Linked DNA regions of Mus musculus: regions 1, 2, 4 and 5 are each linked to region 3. A link is a contact called in public promoter capture Hi-C data. All regions are on one chromosome and are shown on one strand. Each heading gives the region's core, a stretch centred on a gene start, on an enhancer-like site or on the middle of the called end of the contact. The rest is flanking DNA. Distances are from core to core; before and after follow the strand shown.

Evidence for each region. Promoter capture Hi-C pulls out the DNA fragments that hold promoters and counts their contacts.
Region 1: a promoter capture Hi-C map of embryonic stem cells shows a contact between it and region 3, with 2.2 times the contacts expected there. The contact joins the enhancer-like site here to the promoter of Rgs6 in region 3. A contact is called at or near these places in 5 of 39 promoter capture datasets (the C10 cell line, embryonic stem cells, liver and 2 more) and 1 of 115 datasets of contacts at active chromatin or transcription factors (embryonic stem cells).
Region 2: a promoter capture Hi-C map of embryonic stem cells shows a contact between it and region 3, with 3 times the contacts expected there. The contact joins the enhancer-like site here to the promoter of Rgs6 in region 3. A contact is called at or near these places in 9 of 39 promoter capture datasets (the C10 cell line, cranial neural crest, embryonic stem cells and 3 more) and 1 of 115 datasets of contacts at active chromatin or transcription factors (stem cell-derived neural progenitor cells).
Region 4: a contact with region 3 is called in a promoter capture Hi-C map of the C10 cell line, with 2.9 times the contacts expected there. The contact joins the enhancer-like site here to the promoter of Rgs6 in region 3. A contact is called at or near these places in 6 of 39 promoter capture datasets (the C10 cell line, cranial neural crest, embryonic stem cells and 2 more) and 1 of 115 datasets of contacts at active chromatin or transcription factors (embryonic stem cells).
Region 5: a contact with region 3 is called in a promoter capture Hi-C map of hippocampal neurons, with 2.1 times the contacts expected there. The contact joins the promoter of Dcaf4 here to the promoter of Rgs6 in region 3. A contact is called at or near these places in 5 of 39 promoter capture datasets (cranial neural crest, embryonic stem cells, hippocampal neurons and 2 more), 2 of 115 datasets of contacts at active chromatin or transcription factors (astrocytes and stem cell-derived neural progenitor cells) and 1 of 9 other capture datasets (embryonic stem cells).

The regions. Positions count from the first base shown.
Region 1 is chr12:81,815,352-81,818,760 of GRCm38.p6, reverse strand. No RefSeq gene overlaps it. Among named protein-coding and RNA genes, the nearest start is that of Gm30706, 9.7 kb to the right of the region's middle. Within about 2 kb of position 1,725, at least 74 of the 459 cell types and tissues checked have an H3K27ac peak or open chromatin away from gene starts, as enhancers often do. A contact at or near this core is called in embryonic stem cells, where this site is marked.
Region 2 is chr12:81,970,115-81,973,559 of GRCm38.p6, reverse strand. Pcnx (pecanex homolog) reads right to left here. Exons shown (of 36, transcript NM_018814.3): 20 at 2,164-2,314; 21 at 205-346. Among named protein-coding and RNA genes, the nearest start is that of Gm30799, 98 kb to the left of the region's middle. Within about 2 kb of position 2,034, at least 182 of the 459 cell types and tissues checked have an H3K27ac peak or open chromatin away from gene starts, as enhancers often do. A contact at or near this core is called in neutrophils and stem cell-derived neural progenitor cells, where this site is marked.
Region 3 is chr12:82,615,246-82,618,632 of GRCm38.p6, reverse strand. It overlaps Rgs6 (regulator of G-protein signaling 6), which reads right to left and starts at 1,708. Exons shown (of 17, transcript NM_015812.4): 1 at 1,250-1,708.
Region 4 is chr12:81,930,879-81,933,839 of GRCm38.p6, reverse strand. It overlaps Pcnx (pecanex homolog), which reads right to left. Exons shown (of 36, transcript NM_018814.3): 8 at 125-309. Among named protein-coding and RNA genes, the nearest start is that of Pcnx, 72 kb to the right of the region's middle. Within about 2 kb of position 1,634, at least 54 of the 459 cell types and tissues checked have an H3K27ac peak or open chromatin away from gene starts, as enhancers often do. A contact at or near this core is called in hematopoietic stem and progenitor cells, where this site is marked.
Region 5 is chr12:83,518,803-83,522,053 of GRCm38.p6, reverse strand. It overlaps Dcaf4 (DDB1 and CUL4 associated factor 4), which reads right to left and starts at 1,588. Exons shown (of 14, transcript NM_030246.2): 1 at 1,437-1,588.

The sequences.
Region 1 (3,409 bases), core at 476-2,975, 800 kb after region 3:
GTGAATAGATAGATCCCATGAATGAGTCCTCAAGATCTGTGTGAATGGATAGACTCCTGTATGATTCTCTATGTGGGTCTGGGAGTGTGACTTTGGAAAGAGGAGCCAGACCAAATAAAAGAGTCCCCCCCCCAAAAAAAAAAACAAACCATCAACGTATGAATTACAAATGCTTTTGTCTGTGCACAGAACCATGCAAGACTTCAAGGAGACCAGACCATCCAATCAGATGACACTTAAGAGACTACATGTGTTGTAACAGGCAGGACACCTCTTGGCAATACAGAGTACACTTACACTGGACAACTTATTAAGATGTTCAGGGACTAATCTTATAAAAGTGACAGAATGGATGGAAAACAAATGTGCAACTGTGTAAAAACCCAACATATGGGGTGAGCAGAAAGGCCAGGTTGCTGTTGCAAGAAGAGTAGGCTGCAAGAAGATGTTCCCCTCCCCTTACTGAAGTTGTGATCTTCAGTATGGAGAAGTAGCCAACCATGGTGACCCATCATCAGGAATGGCCACAAAGATAAGCATGTCATTCTTTGTATTTTCTCATCTCTTGAAGATGCTTGCAGCTAGCCCCAAGCAAAAGATATTTAACCCATAAAAACCAGCTGCCCAGACACAGCAGGGAATGAAGAAAGCCAGAGTGTCTCTCAAAGGGCAAAGGAAAGACCGTGTTGTAAACTGACACACTGTGGGCTGGAGAGATGGCTCAATGGTTAAGAGCACTGACTGCTCTTCCAGAGGTCCTGTGTTCAATTCCCAGCAACCACATGGTGGCTCACAACCATCTATAATGGGAACTGATGCCCTCTGAAGATAGCTACAGTGTACTCATAGAAATAACATAAATAAATTTTTAAGGAAAAAAGAAAGTCCAAAAAAAAAAAAAAAGAAAAGAAAAGAAAACAAACCAAAAAAACATAAAACCAAAACCAAAACAAAAGCTGGGTATGGTGGTGCATGCCTTTAATCCCAACACTTGGGAGGCAGAGGCAGGCGGATCTCTGAGTTCGAGGCCAGCCTGGTCTACAGAGTGAGTTCCAGGACAGCCAGGGCTACACAGAGAAACCCTGTCTCAAAAAACCAAAAACCAAACCAAACCAAACCAAAATAAAAAACAAGAGAGAAGGAGAGAGAGAGAGAGAGAGAGAGAGAGAGAGAGAGAGAAAGAGAAAGAGAGAAACAGCTTTATATATATATATATATATATATATATATATATATATAACCTGATGCACTCTTGTTTAGGTATATTTTAGCGGTCACAAATGGCAAGAGTAAATGATTTGTTTAGTAGTATTCTCACTACGCAGTAGCATGTTTATACGTCATGATCTCCTTTTATTAGGTTAGAGTCACATGAAGCATTGAACTAGCCTGGCTCACACTGGGTGAGCTGAGCAGGAGGGAGGAGCATTGCTTTCAGCCCGCCCCCTTTCTGCTGAGCAGGGGGAGGAGCATTGCTTTTTGTCCGCCCCCTTTCTGCTTTGGAGCTTTGCTCCACTGACCTGGATTTTTCTCCGTGCCCAGTTCCATCATTTTAAAAGACTCTTACTTTTCCTCTTTCCTTTCTTCCAACAAACAAACAAACAAACAAGCAAACAAACAAACCCAGAGCAACAGCAACAACAACAAAAGGCTGGACTCACACCTCCATTCACACACGCTTGGGAATACTGCATCTGGCGGTGTTTCAAGGATCCCTGCCCCCCACCCCCTTCCGCTCTCTAGAAAGAAAACCAAAAGGGTAAATGTGGGGGAGGGATTGGATAAGAACACTGTCTTCCTGGAATTTGAAGCTCTTTGTGGATCGCAGAAGTCACTGGGGAGAAACAATGAGCTCAGGGACTGAAGGAAATGGTTTGGCTCCCATCTGTCCCCAGTCATCCAGGGAGGAATGTTTGTTTTGTTTTGTTTTGTTTTTTTAATTTTGTTTCCATTGTTGTACAGGTCGCTACCAAAGATGTTGCTTTTCTCCTCAGAGATCATATGGGTAAGGCAGGGAGTCGTGACAAACTCACACCGCACTAAGCCAAGGAGGCAATGGTAAAACCCAGGGGAGAAAGGCAGAGGCAGAGAGAAACTGATCTTTGGTTAGGACCCAGCACATTCTCCGGGTTCTGACTTGAACAAACAGCTCACAAAAGGCTTTTCTGCTAGGAGTCTGTGGGATTGGGTGAGCCAATGGGATTTACATTTTCACTCAGTGGGCAAAATCAAGATGGGTTTTGTATAGACACAGGGAGCCGGTTAGTGAATGAACAAGACTTTGGCTTCTCTAGCCTGAAAGTGTGGGGTTACATGCTTGAGTATGGCTGCCTGACAAACAGACCCGTGTGTGTGTGTGTGTGTGTGTGTGTGAGTGTGTGTGTGTGTGTGTGTGTGTGTGTGTGTGTGTGTGTGTGTGTGTCTGAGCTCCTGAATTTGTATTCCTGGCATTGTAAAGAATCCCCAGGAACATTCTTTCTCTACTGCATTGGTTCTCAACCTTCCTAAGGCTGTGACCCTTTAATACAGTCATGCTGGGGTGACCTCCAACCATAAAACTATTTTGTTGCTACTTCATAACCGTAATTTTGCTACTGTTATAAATTGGAATATAAATACTTGATATGTGGGATGTCTGATATGCAGCTCCCATGAAAGGGTTTTTAAATCCTCAAGGAGGTCACGCCCATCAGGGTGAGAAACACTGCTTTGCTGGCTATTGTGTGCCGCACAAGAACAAGCTAGTGGGGTTCCTATCCATGGTCCTTCCTCCTCTTTTTTTTTTTTTAAAGATTTATTTATTATCATATCTAAGTACACTGTAGTTGTCTTCAGACACAGATGAAGATCTCATTACGGATGGTTGTGAGCCACCATGTGGTTGCTGGGATTTGAACTCAGACCTTCAGAAGAGCAGTCAGTGCTCTTAACCGCTGAGCCATCTCACCAGCCCTGCTCCTTCCTCTTACAGGTGGTTCAATGTACATGTTGTAAGGTCTTGTGTTCTCTCTCTCTTAAATTAATCTATGAATTGAATGTTGTTCCTACTAAAAGATGTTGACGTCTCACCAGGTGGTGATGGCATACAACTTTAATCCCAGCACTGGGGAGGATCTCTGAGTTCCAGGACATCCAGGTCTACCTACACAGGAAAAAAAACTCATCTCAAGGGAAAAAAAGATATTGAAGTCTTAATCTTCAGAACCTATGTGTCTTCATATTTATTTTGGGTCTGGAGAGATGGCTCAGTAGCTAAGAACACTGGCTGCTCTTCCAGAGAAACCAAGTTTGCTTCTCAGCACCCATATGGTGGCTCACAAACATTTGATATTCCTATTCCAAAAGATCTAACATCCTTTTATGGCCTCTGCACACACATGGTACATAGGCACACATGCAGCCAAAACCA
Region 2 (3,445 bases), core at 785-3,284, 650 kb after region 3:
AAGAACAATAAAAGTACAGTGATGCCCCCCAAAAAAGGGGAAGACCAAGACATCTTCACCTGAGCGGTCCCTCTTCTGATGCCGTGTGACAGAAACATGTTTAGTGGCATCTGACCAATGATTCAAGATGCTTCACCACGTGTGTAAGGTGTTGTTTATTATTGTTCTAATCTAAGGACATGGATCGGGTGACTATATACTCACTCTGTATCTAGTTTCTTTGGGCTGGCAATTGTCTCTGCACTGCTGCTAAGCTCGTTGAGGACAATCAGTGGATAGATGATATTCTTCTCCACAAAAAGAAGCCACACATGAAGTTTTTCGAACCACATCATAGTGGCTGCATCTGAGAGGCAACAAGTCCAGAGATCACAATGCATACAGTGCTCAAGGCAGTCGGGCATACGGTAAGCAGAAAGGATGGCCTTAGGACTCAAGTTTAGCTCAATGCTATGAGTACAAAACCATACGAAGCCCGTACTTCAATGTCTACTTTTATGTGATCGACCGCATGCATGCAGGCATACACACGTGTACACACACACACACATTCAGGTGCACACACACGCATATGCACACGCATACGCAAATACACAGTTTCTGACCTAGACATAACTCATACTTGGCTAACTTTACTTTTATAAGCTGTTGTGTAAAGCTACGTGTCACCCCGGGGCCTTAGCACATAGGAGCCAACTGTTCACCATGCACCCGCATCTCCAGCATTTCATTTCTTGAGATCTTATTTTTCACTATAATTTTTCTCATTTTCTACATTTGTATATAGGAAAAGTTGCTAAAGGTTCTCGGGCTGTACTCAATCCTAGATAAGTAAGCGCTACTAAAGCACCTGACTTCTCAATAGGAAAGTCTATGCTCTAGATGCACACACTCATAGTTTACAGTCACCCAGCTTATAAGGCGTTTCTTCACTAGTGGCATATGGTGGTTAAGGTGGTAAGCTCTTTGGCTCTCTAAAAGCACTACGCCAGGCTGCTAGGCAGTCTTTACATTTCTAATATCAGTACAAAGAAAAAACCAAAACACCCCCCAAAACAAAACAAAACCAGTTTAGTTCTATAGTTCAGTATTTTCAAGAAGTCAAAAATGTTATGGCAATTCAAAATCTGTAAACATTTTAGACTGATTAAAGCAACCAATAAAACTATTGATTTTAAAAATGAACTATTTGGTATATTTATATATAAAAGTGGGAAATGCTTCATCATAGAAAAGCAAACCAGAGCCTGTCTCTGTGGGCTACGTTTCCGGTGCAGAGGCTGGCAGCACCAGCCTCACAGTCTCCTTTAGTTTCCCTTACTAAAAGGTCTCCAGAGCATCGTCCCACTCTCTGCTCATTAGTATTCGGTGGCCTCTCCAGCGTCCAGGCTGTGGGCAGCACCAGGACCACACGGCTTCAGTCAGGTTCATTAAGAGGCCCATTGTGAGAACAGAAAGTCAACTCTGCTACAGCTTCAAAGGCTTCAATGTTCTTCAAAAATATCAACTCATACTCAAATGACTGGCTGAGTCACCCTCTTCACAGTACTTCACTCAAGTCCAAGGAGGAAAGCTTGCTACATTCAGTCACTTGTGTGTAGCACAGCCCGTCACAGGACCAACGGACAAGGAAGAGTGAGTCAGAGTTTACAGTGGAGGGAGAAGCTGGCTGAATGGACAGGCCTTCCTCTCTTCTCCAGTCACTTCACTGCTTACCCAGATCTGAGCAGAAATTACAGAAAGGACTGTCACTACTGTTCTTAAGTAAGACAGTGTTTCTTGTGGCATAAGGGACAAAGGCCTTCCTTCCTTCCTTATGCTTAAATTAAAACCTTTCAAATGGAGGACTGGATGGGGACTGAGCTGCTTGTATACTGATTAGGGAGAAGATGGATCGGGGACGTTAGAGAAGTCACACGCCAGACACACTAGGGACAGGTGTGAGAGGTAGAGCAGGAAGTGTAGGTCTACTCTCGGAAGACGGCCTGGGAGCACAGCTGCTGCTCTTTTAGCAGAAGACAGTGCCCTGCAGGCGACACTTCACCGGAAGCTTCAAACCCACTGCAAGAAGCCAGAGCTAAAGCGTGACTCAATGCTGTCTGCTTAACTCACCACGGGCATACCAGAGTGGGCAGAGCCCGAGGGCGGCAGAGACATACTCACTTCGGACTTCATACTGACTGTGCTCGGCTGTCCTCAGCAGAGGCCGGGAGAAGCAGTGCCAGGGGAGCTGCTTCCTCACCTGAGGCAGCACATAATGGGTTACAAGCCCCACAACACCAACCAGCGCGTACAGCACGTACTTGAGAGCAGGCTGAAAGACAGACAGAGTTCAGGGCGAGAGGAGGTGAGGAGCCCTCGCTGGCTTCATGACCAGCTTCCACTTTTTTTGGTTTCAGTTTTCATCCAATAATGAGGAACAGTAAAGTTAATCTTAGAATCAAACAAAACAAAATTTGTTTCTGTATTTGTAGGGTTTTGTTTTTGTTTTTTTTTCCTGCCTAAATAAGCCACCACTGTTAACTGACTGCCCTTACACATATCTGAAGCATGGTAACTACTTTGGTGTCTGACACTACATTCAATGAAAGTAGCTAGAATTGTTGCTTCCTGCTCCAAGAATGTTCTCCATCACTGTCTGAGCTAGTGAAGGTAAAGGCCATGAGCTAGGTCCTGGAGGAAGAGCAGGATGAGGAGCACGTCTTTGTACGCTGTGCTGTGAGAGGCAGGTCCCTGCACGATCAGATTCACAGCAGGAGGAATCAACACCATTTCTTCTGATATTAACACCAAGAGCCATATACATCTAAAACTCTAGGCCCACTGAGACATGAACGAGTGTCCAGCTGTACCCTGAGGAACACTGGCCCTTATCTCACTTTAAGTGTTCAGGAATGCAAGTTGAAATTGGAAAGAAGAAAAACAAGCAAACATGCTTAACAATATTAAATAATCGAGTGAGCCTTTGCTTCTGGCTCAGTGGAGTAACAGAGACTTACCCTCCCGTAGGAAAGAACCAAAATCAAATACAACCCGCGACCCAGTGGTTTGTATTAGGCAAGATTTACAGAAATAAGCCTATGCCCAGAAGTAAGGAACCAAGGAGGGGATTGTGCTGGCCCTGCTCACAGCTCCAAGAGAGGGCTAGGAACTGGGAGGACAGGGAAACCACAGGGGAGACCCTTGAGATCTGTAGGCGGTCTGAGGAGCAAAGAACCACAGGAGGACAACAAAGCACACAACACAAGGCCTCACAGGGCCGGGAGAGCGCCTTCCCCACAAGCTAGCCTGGGGAAGCTCAAGGTCACATACACCAAGCAGAGGCCTAAGGGTGCCCATCCCTACTTATTTACAAGGAGATCCAAATGTGGTCTAGCTAAACTTGGCCCCGTTCCACCTCATAAACTGCTTTAACCAAAACCAAGACCTGAGGGGATCAAGATAT
Region 3 (3,387 bases), core at 459-2,958:
AAGATCACCTCGGTAGCTACACGATTTAGATTAACAGCCCTAGCAGCGAAAGAACTCAAACAATTTATCATCTCTGCAGTACCCGTGCATAAAGGCTTTGGCTTACAAAGGTGTGTCTGTGGGAACTGTCCTGTTTCCCTCTGTTCTCCACTTTGAAGGGATACGTCCCTTCTAATGCAAAGTAAGTTCAGAGCAAGAATAAATATAGAAGTCACAGAAACTTTCAGGCAGCCCAGATCCAACTCCACACAATTGCCCATCTACCTAGTTGTGAAACTGACTTGTGGGAGCCTTGTTTATAGTGTACTATCCTCGGACAGCAAAGGGCTTCGACGCATCGCGCACATACTGGCAACCCATCCTCTAACAGCCTGATAAACACCAACCCAGGTCTTACTCTCCCATTCTCCCTGGAGAGAAAAAGATGAAATGGTGGGCTTTAACCTCCTCCTGGTTGCCTTTCAAGTTTTCCTTTAGGGCTGCTAAAGGGCTTTTATCAGAACTTACCTACAGGTCCAGTTTCTAAGCAGGCACTGATGCTGCGAGAATAATTCCAAACCAACGAGATTCAAAACATGTTCAATTTATTTGCAGACTTAGAAATGCCACTGTCTCCGTGAGAGAGAAAACGCACCCACTTTGTCAAATTAAAAAAGAATGAAAACCCGCAGCTTTTCCTCTGAACAAATTTAAATTTTCTGGGTCACTTCCCTCATCACACTTTTTAAGCAGCCTGACCTGCTCAGAAAAGCCTATACCTACCGTCTGTGAAAGCAACTCCCAAGCCTCAGACCTCACCACCCGCCCCTGCGGTCCTCACCTCACCACGGAGCCTCGCCCTTTCAACCCACAAATCGGGAGCTTATTCTCAGGAAAAGTTGCTGGAGGTAGATTCCCCCACCTGCGCTCTCCGAGCGGATGGCTGGGAAGAAGAGAAAGCCTTCGGGGCCCCGCACGCCCTCCAGGCCCAGGCTCGGAGCGCGTCCCACCCCAAAGCCGGGAAGGCGATTTCCACGCAGACCTGCACCCATCCCACACAAGTCCGCATGCCAGCTCGCCGAGTCACTTACGTAAGCTCGCCCTGCACAGTCCCAAACTGCAGACACACACCCGCACCTGTCACGCATCCGAAATGGACAAGCGCCCACCCCCGAGGAATGCAAGCCACACAGATCGGGGCGCGGGTGCGGCTTCCATTCCTTTTCCTCCGGGTTCTTTTCTTGTCCCTTTTTTGTCCAACTACAATTACCTTAGCAACCAAAGAATTGTCTCGACTCGCTCCGGCGTCTCAGTTTCTCCTAAAGCCCGGCTGGCGCCCGGCTCATGATAAGGCTGGGGAACCCGGGAGTCGCCAGCTCTCGGGGGGTGGAGGAGCGGCCAAATCTGTCCGGGCACTGCTCTCCCGAGTGTCGCCTTCTCCTCCTCTTCCACCTTCTTGGTGCCACTCTACGAGGCGGCGACCGCAGGGGGCTCAGCGAGCACACTGTACAGCTCCGGACCCGGGAGGAGGCGCGGCGGGTCTCATGGTGCCAGGGCGCGGGGCTCCCGGGGTGTTTCCCTCGCCCCTCGCTGGTCCGGACCGGAACCGCCCCCTCGGCGCCCGCAGCAACAGGGACCCCGGGGCGCCCCCGGGCGGAGTTCTTGGCCACCCGGTGGGGGCCGATCGCCAAGGAGCTGCCCGGAGTCGCGCAGCCCAGGCGCTCGGCTCGGCCGCTGCCGCAGCGGCGCCCGCTGTCGGGGACCCAGAGCAGCTGCAGCCTCGCGCCGCGCACCTGGGCGCCCGCACCTGGCCTGAGCCACGCGCTATGAGCGGGACCCTGACACCTGAGCACGTTCTTAGGTCGCCGCCGCCAGGCTCACCTGTCCCGGCGCCGCCCGGGGTACGGATCAGGCCCTGTGCAGCAAGCGAGGAAAAAAATAATCTGCAGATTCCAGGCAACCGAGCAGCTACCTAGAAAACTGAGGGACTGTGTTAAACAAGCCAAGGCTCCTCTCCTTGCTGCCAGGATGACCGTGTACTGAAACTTTAGTGGCGCCAAGGTGCTCACGATTCTGGCCTGAGGTGCTGTCCCGGTAGCTTTTGAATCCCTCACTGACGTGGGGCTGGCGCCCTCTAAATTAAAATGAGCCAGTGCGTTCGTCAGAGATATTGTTGCTAATCTCGTGGTTTTATTTATTCAACGTTTACACCACACAGCGTTGGGAGCGCTTTGTGGTTGATACTATCTTGAAACAATACAAAAGGGAATCTAAGGGGGAAACTATGCACAATATCCTTGGGCAAGAAGAGAAGCTTTGACATTCAAATGAACAAGGGTAACTTGAATGGACATTTTAACCTGAGAGTCCTGAAACGTGATTTTTGATGACTTATGACTGGGTTGCAGATGTAGCTCACCTAATATAGTGCTTTCCCCAGCACTGAGTAAACCCCGACAGAGATGGTATCCACCTGTAATACTCAGGGGCTGGAAGCAGAAAGAACAGAAGTTCGAGGCCAGCTTTGGCTACTTAGGGAGTCCGTGAGTCACACTGGACTACATGAAGGCCTGTCTCAAATTATTTTAGGGAACTGTAGTTGGAGGTAGGACAAGGTGGTTGGTACTAAATAGTTACCAGTAGATGTGTATGTATGTCAATGTTACCAACACCAATAATAAATCAGTAATTTATACTTTAGTGTATTAATCACAGAAAAAAATAAATAAATTACTCCAAGTCATTGGGGATGAATGATCTGGACTCTTCATCTTTATGGCTCTGGGGGTGAAAATTTAAAGTTTCCTTGGCAATATGCATGTTTGTCAACACTGCTGTGCATAAATATGCAAATAACAAAGAACATCAGTTAAAGGTAAATAGATTCTTCTGAATGTAAATCCATTCTTCTAAAATGGCAGATTGTTAAAGATGGCTTCTGATTGAGCGAGGCCCGAGGACAAGGCTGCTAACTCAGAAGGTGGCCTTGGGTAGGATCCAACCCCTGTAAATAACACCTATAACCATGGATTTCTATAATATACTGATTCAAGAAAATAGACATGTCTGTGTTGTTTCCTCACATAAAGCTAGTGTGCTAGCCACACTAAGAGTGACCTGTTTTTAGGAACTGTACTCTGAAGTCTGAAGGGGTCAGTGAGTGTAAGTTGGAGATAAGATGTGCCTAGGAACCCTGTGTGTGCCCTATTGGTAGGGGTAAGCACTTTAAGTCAGAGGTGGGACCCAGTAGAAGGAAGCTGGGTCCATGGAGGGGTCCCACTGAAGGGTGTATGATGAGACTAGCTCCTCCCTCAGTCTCCACGCAGTATACAGGTCTCCTACCAGCATCCTCCAAGACAGTAGCTTGAAGCACAAGACCAAAAAACCATAGGCTAAAAATCTCTGAAA
Region 4 (2,961 bases), core at 385-2,884, 680 kb after region 3:
AATAAACAGTGCCTGATGCATAGCTCCAATAGAAAGCCATCTCAGGAAAGGACCGCAATCACTCTTACCCACTGACTGTCAATTACAAGTTTCCAACCACAGAGATTACATCAGGCCTGCATACCAAGTTCATCGTGCAAACTGCTACCGCCTACGGCAGATGCATGGTCATGTGAGGCTTCTAAGTGGACACTCCCTTTTCTCACCAGCAAGGAGGCACTAGCACTGAGCACTGCAGCCTGGGATGGGGGGCGGGACTGGACCTTGACCTGGGCTGTGGACTGCTGGCCTTGCTGACCATCTTGAAGGCTAGGAGAGAACATGGAGTGGGGAGACATTACAGGGAAGAAAAGAGAAAACAACAGCTAGAGTGAAAGCAATACAGATCACAGATTTCAAAATGACACTTTCAAATCGCCCAGGAGCCGCCATGGAGCTTCGTACAGTCACAGTTTACACTTGCTCTCGTCCTTACCCATCCGACTCATAGAGGAAAGCAGTGTGTACTCAATAGGGAGGTTAACTGCCAATCTGCAACTTTCTTCCAGCTCAACCCGACTAGATTCTAGAGTGAAGAAGAGAGCAAGGAGTCCGGAGTGTGCTCAAGTGAGGTGGCTCGGTGCTGGGCTCCGACAGGTAAATTTTACCTTGTAATAATTTGCTGCTTTCCCTCTAATGTTCTAAGATCTCAGATTCAGATACACAATAAAACAGTTCCTACACACGCGAAAAACAAAGAATCTCTATCAAATGCAACCAAAATACAAAAAAAAAAATAACACAATCTACTGCAAAAGAACCAAAAAACATGACTCAACTGAGTGAAACACGACTTTATAAAGTACTATTTATAATAGTTTCTATATTCTGAAATAAGGCTACATGTGTTACATACAAAACATACATAAAAAACATGTTCTCATCACTGTTACATTCTTTTCCAGCCCATATTGTAATCTCATTAAAAGCAATCCATTATTTTAGAAAATCTTAACAACTGGGAAACCTTAATTTCCCAAAGATATTCTAATAGTTTTATAAAGTTTAAAAATTAGTATTTGTTAATATAAATTTCTTTTTATCATTTATAAAACTAATTTTCCTATATTATTTACTCATTTTCTTTTATACTTAAGATACTATAAATTTCATTAACATTATTTATATAAGCTTTACCCTAATTTAAGCTGATGTAATTCCTGAAATGTTTTAACTGTCATACAGCATTGTACACACGATGCCCCAGCGATGTTTCACTCTGTGAATGTGACTGTACTCCGAGCAGTTCCAGACACTGTCACTAACATAACCAGGCACTAGAAAAAGAAGAACGCTGCCCAGGGTGGCCTTGCTTAGCTTACCATTTCTATGATATTATTTTCTACTAAGACTCTGACCCTTGAATCCACTGCAATCAAAGCCTAGACACTGCTGACTGACAGTGATGTGCAGGCTAAGCTGTGGCTGCAGCAACTACTCTGATATCACTCGTGCCAACTGTATTTCAATTACAGGTAGGAGCCACCAAAGTGGTCAGTTGCTAATACTGGCTGCTTGCCATACAGGAGGACAGCATGCGTTACAGAACATTAATCCTGCCACGACAGGCAGACATTAGCATGTACTCTGAAGGTCTGACTCAGCCACTGTCAAGCGCACGTTCTAAGAAGCGAGCCTGCGCGTTCTGGTTCTTGTTCACACTGGCATTAGCCACTTAGCAGTTTCCTTCGAGTATTTTCCCAGCAGCTACTAGTCAAGGGAGGGTCACAAGAGCCTGGTAACGCAGCTCAGTGGCAGAGCCTTTGCCGACGTGTTAAGCCACGGGGGCACCTCCAGCACTACAAATTTAAAGAAGAAAAAAAGACGATCTTGTTAATTAAATAGCTTTTATTTTCCATATATGACTGATGTGTCCCTCTTCATCAGAAGCAATCTAAACTTATCCATGAGCCTCATCAAAATGAACTCAACCAGAAAATTTGTACTCAAAAATTTTCTATCAGTTTTTTTTCACTTAAAGTCATAAGAAAGATCATATTTTAATGTGAACAGATCTGAGAGAGAATATCCTAGTCATCAAACTACCAATGCACAATGTCTATCCAAATATACTCAATGTTTTCAAAATATTAAGCAGTGCATGGAAGTCAACTCCCAAATAAATGAAGGAAATTAGTCAAAATCTATTACTCTAGCTATGGAGTCTTAAAGACCTAAAGACAGTAATAAACATTATACTCCTTACTTCCTGCTTTCAAAACCTTCATCAGCAACAGGAAAAGCTGGCTTTTTAGCACAAATGGCCAATAATCACATCCCCAAAGGGGATACTAACTAGTTTAACAGGCATGAGTATGGTGTGAATATAATTTTTCTTTCTTCTTTCCTTTTTCCTTTCCTTTCTTTCTTTCCTTTCTCTCTTTCTTTCTTCCTTCCTTCCTTCCTTCCTTTCTTTCTTTCTTTCTTTTCAGAGTAGTAAATATTTTATCACACAGTAAAAGGAAATCTAAGTCTGTCATTATGGGCTGGAAAGTAAGCACACTGACAAACATTCCCAATTTAAATGACAGACATACAGCTGGTCTTGGCCATCTCCTCCTCTATACACCAAAATGGTGCCTGGCAATTCTACCTCACATTGTCAGTTACCTTAGTATCTCTCCAACTAAAATGTAAGTCCTAAGAGTATTATTCCAGTATGCCAAAGAATATACAGGTTCCAGAGGAAAAAAATGTCCTGAGTATATATATAAAAAAAATGATGAATTCATCTGAACACAAAATGACCTCATAGATTTCTAACCACATGTTCTCAAAAATGACTGTGACCTCATTTTATTACAGACCTTTTCATCTCATACTTTAAGAAGGTAAAGATACCTAAAATCACTTGCTCTTTACCAAAGTAAGATGATTTCCTTCTATCCCAATCTACCAAGGACTCAAAAACTATGACTTCGG
Region 5 (3,251 bases), core at 339-2,838, 900 kb before region 3:
CATATAATAAATAAATAAATCTTTTTAAAAAAAACTGAAAAAATAAAAATCCACAGGAGACCCAACTCCACAAAGTTGCCCCCTAACCTTCACTTACACACATACATTATACATACACACAAATACACAACCATAATAAGCTAACCCTACTACACAGCATGGAAACCGAGGCTTATAGAACTAACAATACCTGACTAACAAAGTCGCATTAGAGATACAGGAGCATCCTGCACTTGTAGGCTCCATCAGCCAAAAGACACCACCTCGATTACTTTCCACTGTTATCGACAACTGGATTTCCAGGTCGTGGGATTTTTGTCTTCTCCGAGTAGCTGACTTGGAGTTGTTAGTTGTTTTGTTTTATGTTTTTCTTCTTACTGCCTTGCTCCACACACAAGGCTGTGTCTGGTCATCCAAGGTGGAGGGAGTTGTGGCGCTCCCCAAAGTCACTAGAACTGGTGTGGAAAGGCTTCGTTTCTCACTAACACCCATCTTACTGTGGCAGGGAATGGAGGCTGGTCCACATCTGGGCTTCCTAACTTTTCCAAATACCAGCCTGCACACAACCTCAGGCAAGCCACCACGTAACCTCTCTTTCTGTGTCTTATAAAGATACCGCTAGGGTTGGAGAGATAGCTCAGCAGTTAAGAGCACTTGCTGTTCTTCAGAGTTCAGGAGCTCACAACGTCTCAAATTACAGTTTCAGGAGTTTGACACATTTGGGTCTCTTGGATCTTCCACAGACACATGTAAGCACACACACCCACATACACAATTAAAAATAAAAGCTCTTTTAAAAGGTGTGTGTGTGTAGATGTCTTAGTGGTTAAGAAAGCTGAGGACCCAGGTTCAAATCCTAGCACCCCGCAGGGCGGCTCACGATCATCCAGCTGGAGGAGATCTCACTGATCTCTTCTGGCCTCCCTGAACACCAGGCTTGTTCGAAGTACACTCATGTATGCACGCCAAATATCCACATACATAAAAGAAGCCTTTAAAAAAAAAAAAAGCAAAATCCCAGCACTTGGGAGGCAGAAGGCGGATTTCTGAGTTCAAGGCCAGCAGCCTGGTCTACAGAGTGAGTTCCAGGACAGCCACGGCTACACAGAGAAACCCTGCCTCGAAAAACCAAAAAACAAAAAAACCAAAAACATAAACTTCCAAAATTTATACCATAAAGTACTATTGGCCTCCTGGCCTCGTGTTTCTTCACAGCCCAAATTTCAACAGAGGCAGAGGTCTACTGCAGGCTGGACTCTGCAAGGGGATCCTGGGGACGCCGCAGGACTCGCCAGGTCCTGGCCCACGCCCACTCCGGCCTTGTATGGCACGCTCACTCCTCCTGCCTTCAGCCTTGCCTTCTCTGTCCTCTGCGTGGGTACAGCGGCACCCTCCGTCGGCGCCCAGATGCACGCCACGCATGGGAACAGCCTTACCTGCACAGATGGTCCTCTCAGCTACGACACTTCTGGGCTGGAGCACCCAGGGGCGTGCAAAGATCCGGAAAGACCCTCATGTTGTGTTGTCGCACCCCATAGGACTAAAGCGGCCGGTTCTTTCTTCTCATTGAATTAGGCTTCTGCCTGTCCATGTCAGTAGGGGCGGTCTTTACGGAGGGCGGGACTTAGGATTTCCGCCTTGTCCTGGTCGAGCGTGCCCGGGCTTGGCACGCTTAGGGGCGGGGTCTGATGCGCTTTGGGGCGGGGCTAGAGATTGCTACCGCCTCCTCAGAGTCCCTGGTACTCTCTTGACAGTGAGTCTTCCTTCTTACTGCGGATCATATCCCGAGAAATTTCTCTCGGCTTGGAGCTGGTACACAGGCCCGAGTTAACACTGATATGTGAGAGAGGGAAGATGATTGTTTTGTGGAAAGAGCAAAGGAGACTCTGAGGAGGAAAGCGAAAAAGACTTTGGGACGCAGTTGCCGGTGCCGGGAGGCTCCTTGAATCTAGGTCAGGTTGTTTCCTCCTTGCTATGTGACCTAAGGTGTGCTTATCACTTCTCTGGGCCTTAATTTCTTCCACTGTAACAAGAAAGTTGAACAAATATTGTCAATGATCTCCAGCCCAAAGTTTGTACAGGTAATATTTCTAGAATGGTACACGTGTGCCTTGGTCAGAAAACCACCCCAGAGTACCACTGCAAAGAAGACGGAGTTTGTAACAGGTCAGAAGTGATAGTAGTGAGAGCAGAATGGGTTCAAATAGGTCAGGCTAAGTGGGGACCACCAACAGCCTTGATCTTAATTGCATTTGGAGAACAGAATCCCTTCCTGAGATTCATTGTGTGCGGTGCTCGCCCAGGCTCCTGATGCTGGACCGCTAGAAGCTAGCTATTAGTGATCATAGATGTGGGCCTATGAAAACACTTCAGCCTGTAGCAAGTTTACAGACGTGTGCAGGGATATGCAGAGTGCTAGGTTCTGAGGGAAACGAGAGAAGTGAGCACTACTGCTTCCCGGAGCTTGAACTGCCAGAAAAGGACAAAGCAGACTTCAAAGAAGATGTGGCTGGAAGCCTGTTTCAGCTACTGGTTGGACTGGCTGTGAGGACCTTGGAATCTTTAGCAAAGTGGTTGAGGCTGGAGAACAGCCTCAGAGGCATGGAAAACCATGGGACCTCAGAGACTGGAGCCTTGTTGGGTAAAGCTGTGGGCAGATGGGAGACATAACAATAGGAGAATCTCTGACCTGAATTCTGGGAGGAGGAAGGCAGGATTTGTAAACTGAAGCCTTGAGGACCCTGGAGGACTGAGGAGGAGGGGGGAGGAGGAGGCGGCCATGGGAGGCTTGTGAAGGATTGGCAAACAGGCAGCTGACTGACCCCATTGACAGGATTCACTGAATTCCCACCATGGGAACTGGGTGGACACCAGTTTTGCCTTGGAAACCTGTAATATACACTCACTTCACAAAGGAACCATGGTCAGAAGCAAGTCAAGCGGCATGGCCCGACTCTGTTTTCTCTCAGGTAAAGTGAGGGTAGAAAGTAATGCTGAAAAAGGAAGTCCTGAAGAGTAAAGGCTATGTATGACCCCAAATCAGGTGCTTGGCTTATGGCTTCCAGTGACTAAGCAGCCAGAGTTACAAATTTAACTCGGTGTCTAGATAGTGTATAATATCCAGAGGTGAAAGGAAGCCACACACACACACCACCACCACCACCACCACCACCAATTCAAAATAAAATGAAAAACAAAACAGCACTTGGAAGGCAGAGGCAGGTGGATTTCTGAGTTCAAGGCCAGCCTGG